Regions from separate parts of the Pan troglodytes genome. Here region 1 is linked to region 2. Evidence: chromatin contacts called from public HiChIP or PLAC-seq data. All regions are on one chromosome and are shown on one strand. Each heading gives the region's core, a stretch centred on a gene start, on an enhancer-like site or on the middle of the called end of the contact. The rest is flanking DNA. Distances are from core to core; before and after follow the strand shown.

What was found. HiChIP or PLAC-seq counts read pairs in DNA pulled down with a chosen protein or histone mark.
Region 1: a contact with region 2 is called in an H3K4me3 HiChIP or PLAC-seq map of stem cell-derived excitatory neurons, with 2.8 times the contacts expected there. The contact joins the promoter of ELOC here to the promoter of RPL7 in region 2. A contact is called at or near these places in 1 of 7 Hi-C or Micro-C datasets (stem cell-derived neural progenitor cells) and 1 of 1 datasets of contacts at active chromatin or transcription factors (stem cell-derived excitatory neurons).

The regions. Positions count from the first base shown.
Region 1 is chr7:82,620,831-82,627,607 of NHGRI_mPanTro3-v2.0_pri, forward strand. It overlaps ELOC (elongin C), which reads right to left and starts at 5,469. Exons shown (of 4, transcript NM_001252005.1): 1 at 5,422-5,469.
Region 2 is chr7:81,944,826-81,951,758 of NHGRI_mPanTro3-v2.0_pri, forward strand. It overlaps RPL7 (ribosomal protein L7), which reads right to left and starts at 5,328. Exons shown (of 7, transcript XM_063816398.1): 1 at 5,205-5,328; 2 at 4,027-4,135; 3 at 3,577-3,743; 4 at 3,110-3,247; 5 at 2,889-2,998; 6 at 2,380-2,589; 7 at 1,977-2,041. The coding sequence starts at 4,029. The coding sequence ends at 2,381. It overlaps RDH10 (retinol dehydrogenase 10), which reads left to right and starts at 5,941. Exons shown (of 6, transcript XM_528167.9): 1 at 5,941-6,917. The coding sequence starts at 6,629.

The sequences.
Region 1 (6,777 bases), core at 4,219-6,718, 680 kb after region 2:
TTTTTTAAGTAGAGGTCTCCCTGTGTTGCCCAAGCTGGTCTCCAACTCCTGAGCTCAAGTAAACCTCCTGCCTTGACCTCCCAAAGTGCTGCGATTATAGGTGTGAGCCACCACACATAGCCCAAGACATGGGTCTTGAATGCCTAATATAATAGTAAACAACACTACATAAGAATGTATTCCTCCTTTGCTACATTATCCTGTTTCATCACTCCTATCTATCCTTTTGCTGCTATCATTTCTGAAGACTTGATTTCAGCCCTCCATATAATGTAGTGCTTAAAATCAGTCAACTCCTAGCTATGTCACTGCGGGAGAACTAACCTCATCTTTCCTTGCCTAGTTTCTTCAACGGTAAAATGAGGATAATACAGCATCTACCTCACAGAGCTGTTCTGAAGAATAAATGGCTTTACATATAAAAGCACTCAGAGAACTGCCTAGCACACATTAAAACACTGGCCATTATTCTATTTTTGAACCAGAGGTTCATTTCTATATGTATCAAGGGCCTACCATGTGCCAGGCACTGCTCTACATGCTTGGGAGGAATCTGTGGACAAAATAAATCCAACAACCTCTCCTCCACCCGTATCCTGGAATTTACATTTTTAGTGTGGGGGTTGACACACTAAAGGGCCAAAAAGTAAGTATTTTTTGCTTAGCAGGCTGTAAGGTCTCTGTTACAACTACTCCAACTCTGCCACTGGAGTGCAAAAGCAGCCACAGACAAGATGTAAACGATTGAGTGTGGCTATGATCCAACAAAACTTTATTTATGGGCAAAAAAGGGTACATTTTATATAATTTTCTTTTTTTTTTTTTTTTGAGACAGAGTTTCGCTCTTGTTGCCCAGGCTGGAGTGCAGTGGTGCAACCTTGGCTCACTGCAACCTCCACCTCCCAGGTTCAAGTGATTCTCCTGCCTCAGCCTCCCGAGTAGCTGGGATTACAGGCATGCATCACCACGCCTAGCTAATTTTTTGTATTTTTAGTGGAGACAGGGTTTCACCATTTGGTCAGGCTGGTCTCAAACTCCTGACCTCTGGTAATCCGCCCACCTTGGCCTCCCAAAGTGCTGGGATTACAGGCGTGAGCCACTGCATCCGGCCTATAATTTTCATGTTATAAAATACACATTTACTTTGAATTTTTGTCCAACTATTAAAACATTTAAAAACCATTCTTAGCTTGCGGGTAGTATAAAAGCAGGTAGTGGGCCAGATGTGGCCTGTGGTTCTAACTTGTTGACTCTGTTCTAGCAGGTTCTTAATCTGCAGTCCCCCACTCCTCGAGGTTCACAGATAAGCAGTAGAATCCCAAACCCTTGAATCTGTAAGCACAATTTTGTGCCTATGTGCAGTTCACAGTAAGAGGCATGAGAAGGTCCACAGCTTTCATCTCTTATCATAAATTAAGAACTAGCCCGGTTGAATGAAAATCAATGGCTACCTTATATAGACCCGAATCCATCTCCACATCTGAATTTCTACTCTGTTAGACATTTCTATCTTGAGACTCGGATAAATTAAGTGATAGGACTTCTGTTTCTTCATCTTCCAAATGAGAGAATTGGACTCAATTATGTCCAAAAGTCCATTCTGGCTCTATTTCATGACTAAATCCATCTGAAATTCATCCTTCCCAGACAACCACCTATAACTCAGCTTCCCATGTTTATTACCCAGAGTCGCCCTCCCACAACACAGAACTTAAGGGCTGCAGAGCGCTGCATGTTCTGAGTCTGTCTGCCTCACCCCTGCAAACGACCTCATTATTCTCTCAAATAATATCTCCAAACTCCCTTGTTTCAGTTTTAAAATTATAAGCAGATATTCCCAACATATAATGTGTATTAATCATAGATTCTACATATTAACAGAACCTTTCGAAAGATAGGCTAAAAATAAACTGAAACCAATCACTTCAGTTGCCTTGTCTCTCCATCTTCAGCATTCCTGTGTTTATATATTTTGTCCACCCTGCTATTTCAAATATTGAATAAAAACTGTCCTTTCTACTAAAGGTCAACCTTTCCACTTAAGCAATGATTGATATTCCCTCACCTAACCAAAGACTCTGCTATGGCCATTATTCCCATCCACTTCTTAACCTATTCTGATCAGCCTTTGGCCCACCAGTCCATTTTAGGGGTTCTTATCAAATTTCAACTACTTCACTTGGTCACATGGTCAATTTTTAATCCTCATTTAGCAGTGTTTTATACAATTGCCTACTCCCTCCATCTTGAAACATTTCTTCCTTAGTACTCCAGATGTCACACACTCCTGGCTTTTCTGCTTCCATTACTGTATGCTCCTCTTCTAACTGGAGTGCTCCCAGTCATCTGCCTTCTTCTCCATTTAACAATCCCTATTTGATGTCCTCCAGACCAGAGGTTATCATCTATAAAATATGACTCCCAGATCATCTCCCTAGTTTTTCTCCCGAGTGCCAGTCGTGAATATCCAACTTTTCTACTGCACATATTCTCAGGTGTCTACTAGTTATCGAACTCAGTAAGTCCCATATAGAACTTCTGATTTATCAGTCTCAGAAACTGATACTCCCTTCCTTTGTCTTCCCCATTTCAGTACATGCACTGCTGTTTACCCAGATTCTTGGAAAAGTGATTCGTTATTCAAAAAACATTTTTTTTGTTCGTTTTGTTCCTGGGAAGAAAGCAAAACCCATTTGGCTCCAGCTTCAAATTACATTCCAAATCAGACTACTACTCACTTTCAACTCCACACTTCTAGTTCAAGCTACCATGTCTCAACTGGACATTTGATTTACTTCCCTACTTACCACTCTGATCTTGTCTCCCACCACTCTTCCTTTACTATGCTCCAGTCACACTGGCCTTTTTGGTATTCCTCGAAATCGGTCAAGTTCACTCTTACCTCAAGGTCTTTGCATTTGTAATTGCTGTTGTCCGAAAAGCTTTTAAATCCTCATCATTTAGGTCTCCAGGTAAAACATCAACTCCTCAGAGAGGTCTTCCTTCCCTGATGATCCTACCAAAATTAGACACCCCATCCCAGTCACTCTAACCCTTAACCTTGCTGTATTTTTTTCACATTTATCACTTCCTGAAACTATACTTGCTTACTTACACATATCCTTTCTTTCCTCAAGTTTCTTGACAGCAGGCCTAGAATAGTGCCTGGCACTTAGTAGATGCTCAATAAATATTTCTTGAGTGAATGTACTATTATTTTCCTAATCGCTGAGGCTTGAAATTCAGGCATTACTGGATGGGCTTTTTCTGCTCTTACTTAATAACAACAATAAAGAATTTAGGACAGCAGTTTAGCTGAAATGCATTAACACATAAATATGACCATAGCTGGCCAGATTTGGTGGTTCATGCCTGTAATTCCAGCACTTTGGGAGGCCAAGGCAGGAAGACTACTTGAGGCCCCAAAACAAAAAATTAGCTAGGTGTCGTGGTGGGCACCTATAGTCCCAACTCCTAGGGAGGCTGAGGCAGGTGGATGGTTTGAGCCCAGGAGGTTGAGGCTAGAGTGAGCTGTGATAGGGCTACTGCACTTCAGCCTGGGAGTGCAGAACAGAGTGAGACTCTGACTCAAAAATAAATATGAGCATAATAGCAAAGATTTCCCTGATTATTTTCCAGTGCTAAAAAATCTACCAAAAAAACCAAAATAAACATTTTAGAAGATTTAAACAATTAAATATCACTTTAGAACTTGATGTATAGGACTGACTATAACTTCTGGCTGTAAACTAGTGCCTATTATATTACAGAATTACCATCTGGCAATGCATACACGTGTATTTTTTGAATGGTAGTTATCAAATTTCATATTTAAGAAAAAGAGGAACGGTCACTTAATATTAAACAGGGACCCCAAATCATCATTGGCAAGAAACAATAAATATCCATTATAGTACGTACCACAGCTGTTTCCTTGCCATTGTATCTCCAGAATGAATAAATCCACATGTAAACTGCTACGTTTCAACATGATTATAATGTAAATGAGATCAGACATATGTCATTTTAGGTAACTGAATAGAAAAGGAAACAACTTTCGGGGATCAAAAAGCAAATATGGAGCCAAGCGCGGTGGCTCACGCCTGTAATCGTAGCTCTTTGGGAGGTGGAGGCGGGCGGATCACCAGAGCTCAGGAGTCCAGCCTGACCAACATGGTGAAACCCCATCTCTACTAAAAAAAAAAAAAAAAACAAAATTAGCCGGCAGTGGCGGTGCGCGCCTGTAATCCCAGCTGCTCCAGAGGCTGAGGCAGGAGAATGGCTTGAACCCCGGATGCGGAGGTTGCAGTGAGCCGAGATCAAGTCACTGCACTCCAGCCTCAGGACAGAGCGAGACTCCGTCTCAAAAAAAAAAAAAAAAAAAAAAAAAGAAAAGAAAAAGAAAAAAAAGCAAATATGGCAGTTAAAAAGTGAGAAAGTGAGGTTTTAAGACACTAAAGAATTTCAAGGCCAGGCGCGGTGGCTCACGCCTGTAACCCCAGCACTTTGGGAGGCCGACGGGGGCGGATCACTTGAGGTCAGGAGTTCCACACCAGCCTGGCCAACATGTCGAAACCCCGTCTCTACTAATAATAGATTAGTCAGGCGTGGTGGCATGCGCCTTGGTCCCAGCTACGTGGGAGGCTGAGGCAGGAGAATCACTTGAACCTGGGAGGCAGAGGTTGCAGCAAGCTGAAAACGAACCACTGCACTCTAGCCTGGGCAACAAGAGCAAGTCTGTCTCCCCCGGCCCCCTAAAAAAGAATTTCGGTTTTCTACACTAAAAGCAATGTGGAGTAGAAATGCTCACTCTAAATGGCACAAACTCCACAGTTATATGTTACTCAACAGATCTCAGTTCCTTAAGAGAAACTCAATGGGCACAGTATTTCACACTAGATACCTCCTTTCAGACAAGACTGGACGGGCAGTAGATGCACGATACCCCCAACTCATGAAGTCGAGCATAGAATCACCCAACAAGTTACCCAGAAGATAAACTTCTCGGGTACTGCAGCTAGAAGAAGCGAGAGACCTCTCCCTGGGCTAGGGACTGACTTCAAGAAAAGAACTAATCTGAGCGGACACGAGGAACAAGCAGAAAGGAAAAGCGACAGGGCTACCATGCTCCTAACTCCACCCTCCCGCGCTCAGCCCGGAGAATGCCCAGTCTCGCTGGCTGCTGCCCCTCCTTCCACCTCTTTCCAAACCCACCGAGCGGCGCCAGGAAAGGTCCCGCCGCCCTCTTCTCCCCTCCCCCAAACTAGGGGCTGGGGAGGCCCAAGGAGGTTAACAGCTTCCGTTCCTTCCCCGCCCAGAAGGGAAGGGGTGGGAAGTGGGATTGCGAGCTCGTCCAGTCTCGGCCTCCCTCGCCCTCCACCCTTACCCGGAGCTCCGTTTCCGCCCCAGCCCGAGACTCACTCGTCAGTCCCGCAGCCACCGCAGCCGGGTCCCCGCGTACTGCCACAGCCCCTATCCCAGGGCCGCCCCCCCACCCCCAGCTGCCTGCTCCGGTGGGTTCCGGGGCAGTCGAAAGAATTACTTCCGCTGGGTCAGAGCCGCTTTCTGCGACGCGCGGGAGATCCGTACCTGGTGAGGCGAGGACGCAGAGTGTGTCGCTCACTTCCGTCTGGAGGTAGTGCGTAGCGCCCTACTCTTTTCCCCTATAGTAGGCCAGCCTATGAACGCAACCGGCAAATTTTGACCAATCCGAGTCTAGCTCTTCTGGATTCCCAGCATGCAGCGCAGACCCTGATCCAATTGCTGTAAAGACGCGTCCTTAGAGAGGCTCTCGGGAGTCCGAGAGAGCACTGCATTCTGGGATTTGTAGTTTCTCTGGTGGATACCGTCGGCGTTGGGACCGAGGCATCCCTGCATCCTGGGACTTGTAGTTTCTCGCACTGCGTGTTAATATTTTGGTGGTTTCAGAGACTGTCTGTACCTCTCATTTAGGGTTACGCCTGGAGGTGGGAGACTGCTGAGGAAAGATTGAAACGTGGGAGGGCGGTTTCTTTGCTAACGAGATCGTACTCTTTATGAAGCAGCATCTGTCCCTGGTGAAAAGTTGCTGTGCGTGCTGAAGAGCCAGCACAGCAACGACTAGCGCAATCGGCTGGCCTCATTTCCTCTCTTCCCGGTAGAATTCAATGTTAACTGAAAACTAACCACGTCCCCCACTCCACCCGCGAGGGTCCTGCCTTTGCCTCTGGGTTAGCTCAGCTGTCCTGGATCCCGAGCTCACGCACAGAAAATCCAGGCGCCTGCCAACACCGTTACTCAGTTTTTGGGAACTTCTTTCTCATTCCACGCCCCGCTTCCCACCCCCCGCGTTTCCTATGGTAAGATATACAGACACCTTTCCAGGAAGGCTGAAACAGCTAAATAAAGTTCACCTTCTACTGTTTTCCAGGAGTGTGGCATGAAGAGAATGTATGTAGGGCCAAGACAACATTACAAGGTGCTCAACGAGGCACTTTGTGTGCTCAAAAAATAGATAACAGGCTATCTAGAGTTTGTTGAACTGAGGACTTGCCAGAAAGGCTTTTTTTTTGTTTAATTTAGTTGATTTGGTAGATAAAAGACATTGGTTTTTTATAATTAGTTGCAATAATCAAGGAGATTGTCTTGGATAATTTTTTAAAGCCTTTACAGAAATCAGAACAAAGATTTTTTGGCTGTAATGGTAGCTCGAAGTAGAGTTTGGTGGGGAGGACAGGCATGGAGGTGCAGATGAGGAGGCTGTAGGCCCCTTTTCTTTTCTCTTCTCTTTTCTTTCCT
Region 2 (6,933 bases), core at 4,078-6,577:
ATGAACCTTCAAAGAAGTTACTAACTAGGTTAACACTGGTTAAAGGCCAGTGAGTCCAAGACAACTTTATAAAAACTGAGATAGCTAAGGGACCATCCACTAGAGAAAGCCGGACCTTAGAAGGATGAACAGGAAATAAACATATATGAGGTGAAATCTTGTAGGAGAACCTACTGGGTGCCCAGACCCCTAAGGTTGGTTAGGCCTTCCAGAGGAGGATCCCTTGAAAGCAATGACATTTATAAGAGGTGAGTTTCCTAATCAGGTGTTAATCTGCATTTGAATAGGTTCCACCAGCTCACAAACATTTTCATACCTATTATTGTTCCTCACAATCCTCTTATAAAACCAGATTGGTTATCCCACTTTACTCTGTTCTCTATGGGAATCCTGGTTCTCTGCAACCCCTCCCACATTTCCCCATCCTCCCTGGCCCCAGGCCACACTTACAATATGTGTCTGCACGGGCTATATATTTATATAAATTTTTTTTAAAAAAGCTTTGCTAAGTATCTCTCTGTATATAAAGTGCTTATTCCTATCCCAATGAAGACTTCCCACATTTCATGCACCCACCCACCTGCACCTAGATTAAGCAAGCAATACACCATCTGTACAACTTCATTCCATAATTAGTCTTAATTCTGACCCTGCAGAGGCCACTGATGGCCCTCACTATTCCTCTAAAACCTGGAAGCCAAACAGGCTCTGACATCTTCTGAGGCACAACTACCCTTCACGACACTGGATGTGCTAACACTGGGAACTGTACTCTCTATCTACCAAAGCAGTAAGACAAAACTGAATTTATAACTTAAAAACCCTCTGGAGGCAGTGGGTCATGCCTGTAATCCCAACTATTCAGGGGACTGAGGCAGTAGGATTGCTTGAGGCCAGGAGTTCAGTAACATGCTGGGGAACACAGGCTGGTGTGGACCTCATCTCTACAAAGGAAAATTAAAAAATAAACTCTTTGGCTCTACCTAGATATCCATGTACTATTTCAAAATATTGACCCAACTGCTAAGACAAAAAATATCTAGCAAAACACTGATACAATCATAAATATGTAAAATGATTTTTATAAACGATCATCTTGATTTCTCTCCAAAATTCACTGACCCTAAACAAACTTACTAAGCCAGAGAAATAGGTCCCAAAACCAGGAACAAAGAACTCAAAGAAATTCTATTTGTCTAGCAACTTTCGAATATTAAAAAGCAATAAATGACTGTGGAGCAGTAGTACCAAAATAATTACTAAGGGAGCTGTTTCACAGTGTGTCAGACCTTTGACAACTAAATGAGGACCACAAACATTTTTACTCTCATTCTATGTACTTCATGTTACACTCTACATTGTTCACTAGTCTAGGTGAAACAATACATCAAGTATAAAGGAATGTTATTTACAAAAAAACCTTTGAAGTTTTTGCCCATTAATTTCACCAGATGCTCTGAAATAATTTGCATCCCTGGGCACAAATTTCATGCCTTCCTTCATAATACCCACAGTATGTAACAATTATTAGTAACTCACGTAAGTATGGCAAAAGATGCAAAACAAGAACACAAAAATGGAATGCAAAAGGAAAACAACACATTTACATGGCAGTTTATAAACAAGCGAAGGCCCGAGAAATAAATTTTAGCAACTAAATTCAATTTTTTCCATAAACCAAAGTTGGATTACCTTACCGACAAATCATGTACAAATGCTTGTGAAACAGGCTTTCTTAGAATAAACCCATTTCGAATCACTCAGCACAGTTAAAAAACAAAAAATTAAAATCTTTTGTAGAGAAAAGCCTTTTAAAAACCCAAGAGATGTCTTTCACACAGACTCCACCCTGATTTTGCATGAAATGGGCTGTTGATTTGGCTTAATTTTATCACACACCAGACTTGCCACAGTAGTTAAGGGAAGACAGAGGCAGGCTAACAACAACAACAAAAAATCACAAATACAACAATATATTTCAATTTGAGAGCAAGTACTGTTTATTAACCAACCAGCTTAGAAAAATAATCATGGTAGACACCTGAAAGGAAAAAAGAAAACCATTAGAAAACACTTTAGGCAGCTAACAATTAACATAAACTAGGCAGTTATAAAGTAATGATTGAGTTTACATTTTTAAGACCACCCAATTTCCATCTTTAAAGACTCCCCAAAACAGGCTTTTCCTTTCCTCCAGAAAGGTCCTCAAAAGCAGTAAACAAACCAACTGTAATCATTAAGATAGTTGACCCCCACTCCCCACAAAAGCACTGATTAAAATTCAAACCCCCATCAATATTTAATGGGAAAAGTATTCAAGATTACCACCACTTATACTCTTAACATTAACTCAACCTTTCTCAGGATGAGGTCTCTCACCTTAGTTCATTCTTCTAATAAGCCTGTTGATCTGGTCCTCCCTGTTGCCAGCATCTCCACCTTCTACAAAATGGGTGGTCTTTTTCTTCATTCCACCTCGTGGAGAAGACAATTTGAAGGGCCACAGGAAGTTATTTGCCTCTTTGAAGCGTTTTCCAACAGTATAGATCTCATGAATCAAATCCTCCATGCAGATGATGCCGTATTTACCTAAATATTTTAAGGTTATTTAAGATTATTAAAGTTGCAAAAAGTTTTGAAATAATTATTCAAAATCTTTTTGAATAGGCTGTGAGATAAAAACATAACCAGGAATAAACAAGGTAAATGCATGGCTTTACAAAGATAAGGTTCAAGCTAATGAAACCATGTCTTACGTTTTCTTTTAAGCTAAATCAAGAATCATAGGGAACACATGAAGATTCACAATAGTGAGAAATGTACGGCCACAAGAGGGTGAGAAATTATCGCATGGTCTAATACCAAATTTTCCCCCAAATAGAACCTACCAAGAGATCGAGCAATCAAAGCGTTATCTGTCAAAGCAATTCGCTTCTTATTGATTTTGCCATAACCACGCTTGTAGATTAGTTCATTTACTGACTTCAGATTGGGGTACCTGAAGTGAAAAAGCAAACAAAAATAAGGTGACCACTGTTAAAACATCTAAAATTCATGTTGCTACATAACCAATTTATCAAATAGAAATCAAAGGAGAAAAGAGACTTACCCCCATGCAATATATGGCTCTACAATCCTCAGCATGTTAATCGAAGCCTTGTTGAGCTTTACAAAGGTTCCATTGAAGATTTGACGAAGGCGAAGAAGCTGCAACACCTTTCGAACCTTTGGGCTCACTCCATTGATACTGTGGTGAAAACAGACCAGAAATGCATTTGCCTTTCATCGAAATTTTTATTAATACTAACCATTATAGTTTTGAATATCGAATCCTACCTAAACAGATAGGAATCCTCTCATGTTACACACTGAATTTCTGTATTCTATTAAGAGAAGGGATAGGAGCTTGGGGAACATGGCTCGCAACTAAACCATTAGTGATCAGCACCCTCCTTGTTCTAGCTTCCCCTAAAATATTGTTCCTCCAGTGTTTCAGAATCAGGGCTCCCAGAAGTAATGTGAAGTTTTTTTTTTTTTTTTCCCTTTCAAACCCGAATGCAGTAAAACTGAACTTACCCTCTGATTCTGATGACAAACGCCAATTTGGGTTCTGCAGGTACATAGAAGTTGCCAGCTTTTCTTGCCATCCTCGCCATTCGAATTTCAGTTCTGTACATCTGCCTATATTCCTTGTGATAGTGCTTTGCTTTTTCATAGATAAGCTTCCTCCTTGCCTTTCGAAGCTGAAAACCAATAATCAGTTATTCATAATTTTTAGCTCAATCACAATTAGCAATGCCAATTATTAAAAAGAAAACTAAAACACGTTTCCTTTAAATCTTTTCTTGCCACAGTATGCAATTACATCCCCCACCAAAAAACCCCACTACCTTCAGATTGTAACATTAGGGAGCTAAGCAATTACTCAGTACGGTTAGGAAGTAAATCTTGCCAAGAACATTCACCTCATCCTCAATCCCAATAAGGCGCCTCCTTATGTGCTAGTGCCTCAAAAAGTTTACTTACCATCTTTTGGGCAAACTTCTTTCTCAGGCGCTTGATCTTCAGCTCTGCGAAATTCCTTCGCTTTTTCTTAAGGGTTTCTGGCACAGCAGGAACCTCCTTCTTCTTCTCTCTAACGTTAATAAACAAAAATGTTATCAATAGCTCAAAAAGCTCACAGCGCTGAATTACTCCCGTACTGAGCAGTGTTGTTTACCAGAAATGCTGTCACTGACTTTAGTCACTAGTAACTTTACTTGTTCTGGCATGCTACAGTGTACGATGCATATTTTAGCTCCATGTCAATAACCTTTAACACCATGTTGCCTAAAACGCAATCACAAATATGACAATAGCAATACGTTTTTCCCTATTTCAACCAAGAGGCCCGGCCTCCGACGACTAATTAAAAAACAAAAACAAAAAAAACACACCAACACCCGAATAACAAAATGTACTAGCTGAAAGACTACTGCAAGGCACTGACCCCGAGACTTTAAACGCAAAAATTAAAAAATAAAAATAAAAAAAAAAACAAGCCACCACCACTCTGGTTCAATCAGGATCCACATGTTGAAAGCAAAGGCCTGGCGGCAGGTCGGCCTGTACCAAGCACCAGCCAAGGACGAACACAATGCTGAGGTTCTGCGCCTCCCCCGAAAGACCCTCTACCGAGGACTGGGCCGTCAGCCAACCGACGGGTTCCACACACATTCCAACCCAACATCTCGTTCCCGGGATCTCCAAAACCTCCGTCCTAAGACCGCCCGCATCCCAACCCCAGCCTCGGGTCCCCACTGGTGTCACAAAGCGTCACAATGAAGCAGGGAGGTGGGCAAAGGTGCAAGCTACGGCCAGAGAGAGAAAAAGTGGCACAAAAAGTATCTGGCTCTGGAGATGGAGAAGGATTCTCAAGAGGACCAGAAGCAACTCACTCTACACCCTCCATGGTTCCAGCCGGAAAAAGAGGAAGTTGGCGCATGCGTACTGTCCACTTAAAGACTTCGCGAGAGAAGCCCCACGACTCATAGGTGTCTTAGAATAAGCCGGAAAAGAATCCAGAACTAAAAAGCCGCCTTGCAGACGCAAAGAACTCCCTGATTTAGCCTCTTTCAACAAACTTTCGGGTAAAACTTGTTTGAAGAAAATATATGCATTTGATTAGACTTTTTAATCAATTCAAGAGCAAAGAGTGCTGACACCTTGGCAACTCCGGGTCCTAATCCCCAGGCTGCGCTGACAGGATTAGGCTCCGTTCCTCCCCATAATGTTCCCAGGACGAGCCTCATGGGGACGAACTACAAATCCCAGCATGCACCAGTCTTCGCCCGCCCGGCGGGAGGGCAACGGGTGACCAGGACCGCAGGCAAGCACCGCGGCGACGGTTCCAGCCAGGAAAATGAGAGCCTCTTGGGCCACGTTCCAAACGGCTAGCTGCAATTCGAAGTCACTTTTGGCCGCCCTCCCGGCTCCCTGCCGCGGTAGTCGCAGACTACACCCCTTTCGCCGCTCCGCGAGGTCCTTGTCGTCGCTCCAGCCCACAGGGCTGTCTTCCGCAGCGCCTGATCGCAGGCGGGGCGGTCTGGAGTGCTCTGGCTTACGAAAAGTGGCTAGCCAGGGACCAGTGGGGACCGGACGGCCGGAGGAGGATGGCCGGGGCTCTGCTGACTGCCGAGCTCGGCAGGCGGAGGCCAGGACACCCCACGGGAGGGGGCGTGAGCTGCGAAGGGAGGTGCGAGGAGGGCTGAGGTTGCGGCCACGGCCGTGTGAGAGGGGCTACCCCGCTCGGCTCCGCGGACGGCTGGCGGGCTGGGGGCTGGGCCGGGGGCGGGGTGCGCCCGGGGGCGGGGAGGCCGGGCGGAGGGAGGGCCGATGCCGAGGCTGGCGCGGGCTCTTCCCGGTCGCGGGGTTATATAGCGCGGAGCGTGGAGCCCGCTCAGAGCCGGCCCGGAGCGCTCTGACTTGCAAGCGGGCTACGCTGCGGAGCCCAGTGCCCGAGTGACAGCCGCGGAGAGTGCAGGGCCGGGGAACGCGAGCCCTCAGGGGCATCTGCAAGGCGTTGGGCAGCGCTTGCCTGCGCCGTGCGAGTTTCCCCTTCCCGGCGCTCCGCCGCCCCGCACCCCACTCTCCCACCCTCTCGCAACTTGGGTCGAGTTGACAACTCCCGCGGCAGCCTGCTGGCCCGTGCCGCCTCCGCTGCGCACCCCTCCCCCGGGGTGAGAGGGAGCCGGCGCGCCGGTTCCGGGGACGCTCGGGCGGCAGCAGCTTGGCCATGAGGGCAGTTCGAGTCGTCTAACTCGCGGCTGTCACCGCCACTGCAGCGGAGCCGGCCGGCCGGGCGCTGCGGGACGGGCGGGCGGCTGCCGGCAGGAGGCGCCGAGCCGGGTGACTGCCGCGGCGGGCACAGTCCGGGGCCACAGCGCCGAGCCCGGGCGGGAGTGGCCCCGCGCAGGCAGGGAGCGGCGCCGCGCACTCCAACCCGGCGGGCACCTCGGGGGCGGGCGCGGGGCGCAGCCTTCTCGTCCCGGCCTCTGTGACAAGCGCCCCGGAGCCGGGAGCCCGATTGCCGGGCTCGGGGTGGGCGCGGACGCAGGCACTGGGCTCGTGCGGGGCCCCGGGCGTCGCGATGAACATCGTGGTGGAGTTCTTCGTGGTTACTTTCAAAGTGCTCTGGGCGTTCGTGCTGGCCGCGGCGCGCTGGCTGGTGCGGCCCAAGGAGAAGAGCGTGGCGGGCCAGGTGTGCCTCATCACCGGCGCCGGCAGCGGCCTGGGCCGCCTCTTCGCGCTGGAGTTCGCCCGGCGTCGGGCGCTGCTGGTGCTGTGGGACATCAACACGCAAAGCAACGAGGAGACGGCTGGCATGGTGCGCCACATCTACCGCGACCTGGAGGCGGCCGACGCCGCCGCGCTGCAAGGTAACCTGGACCCGCG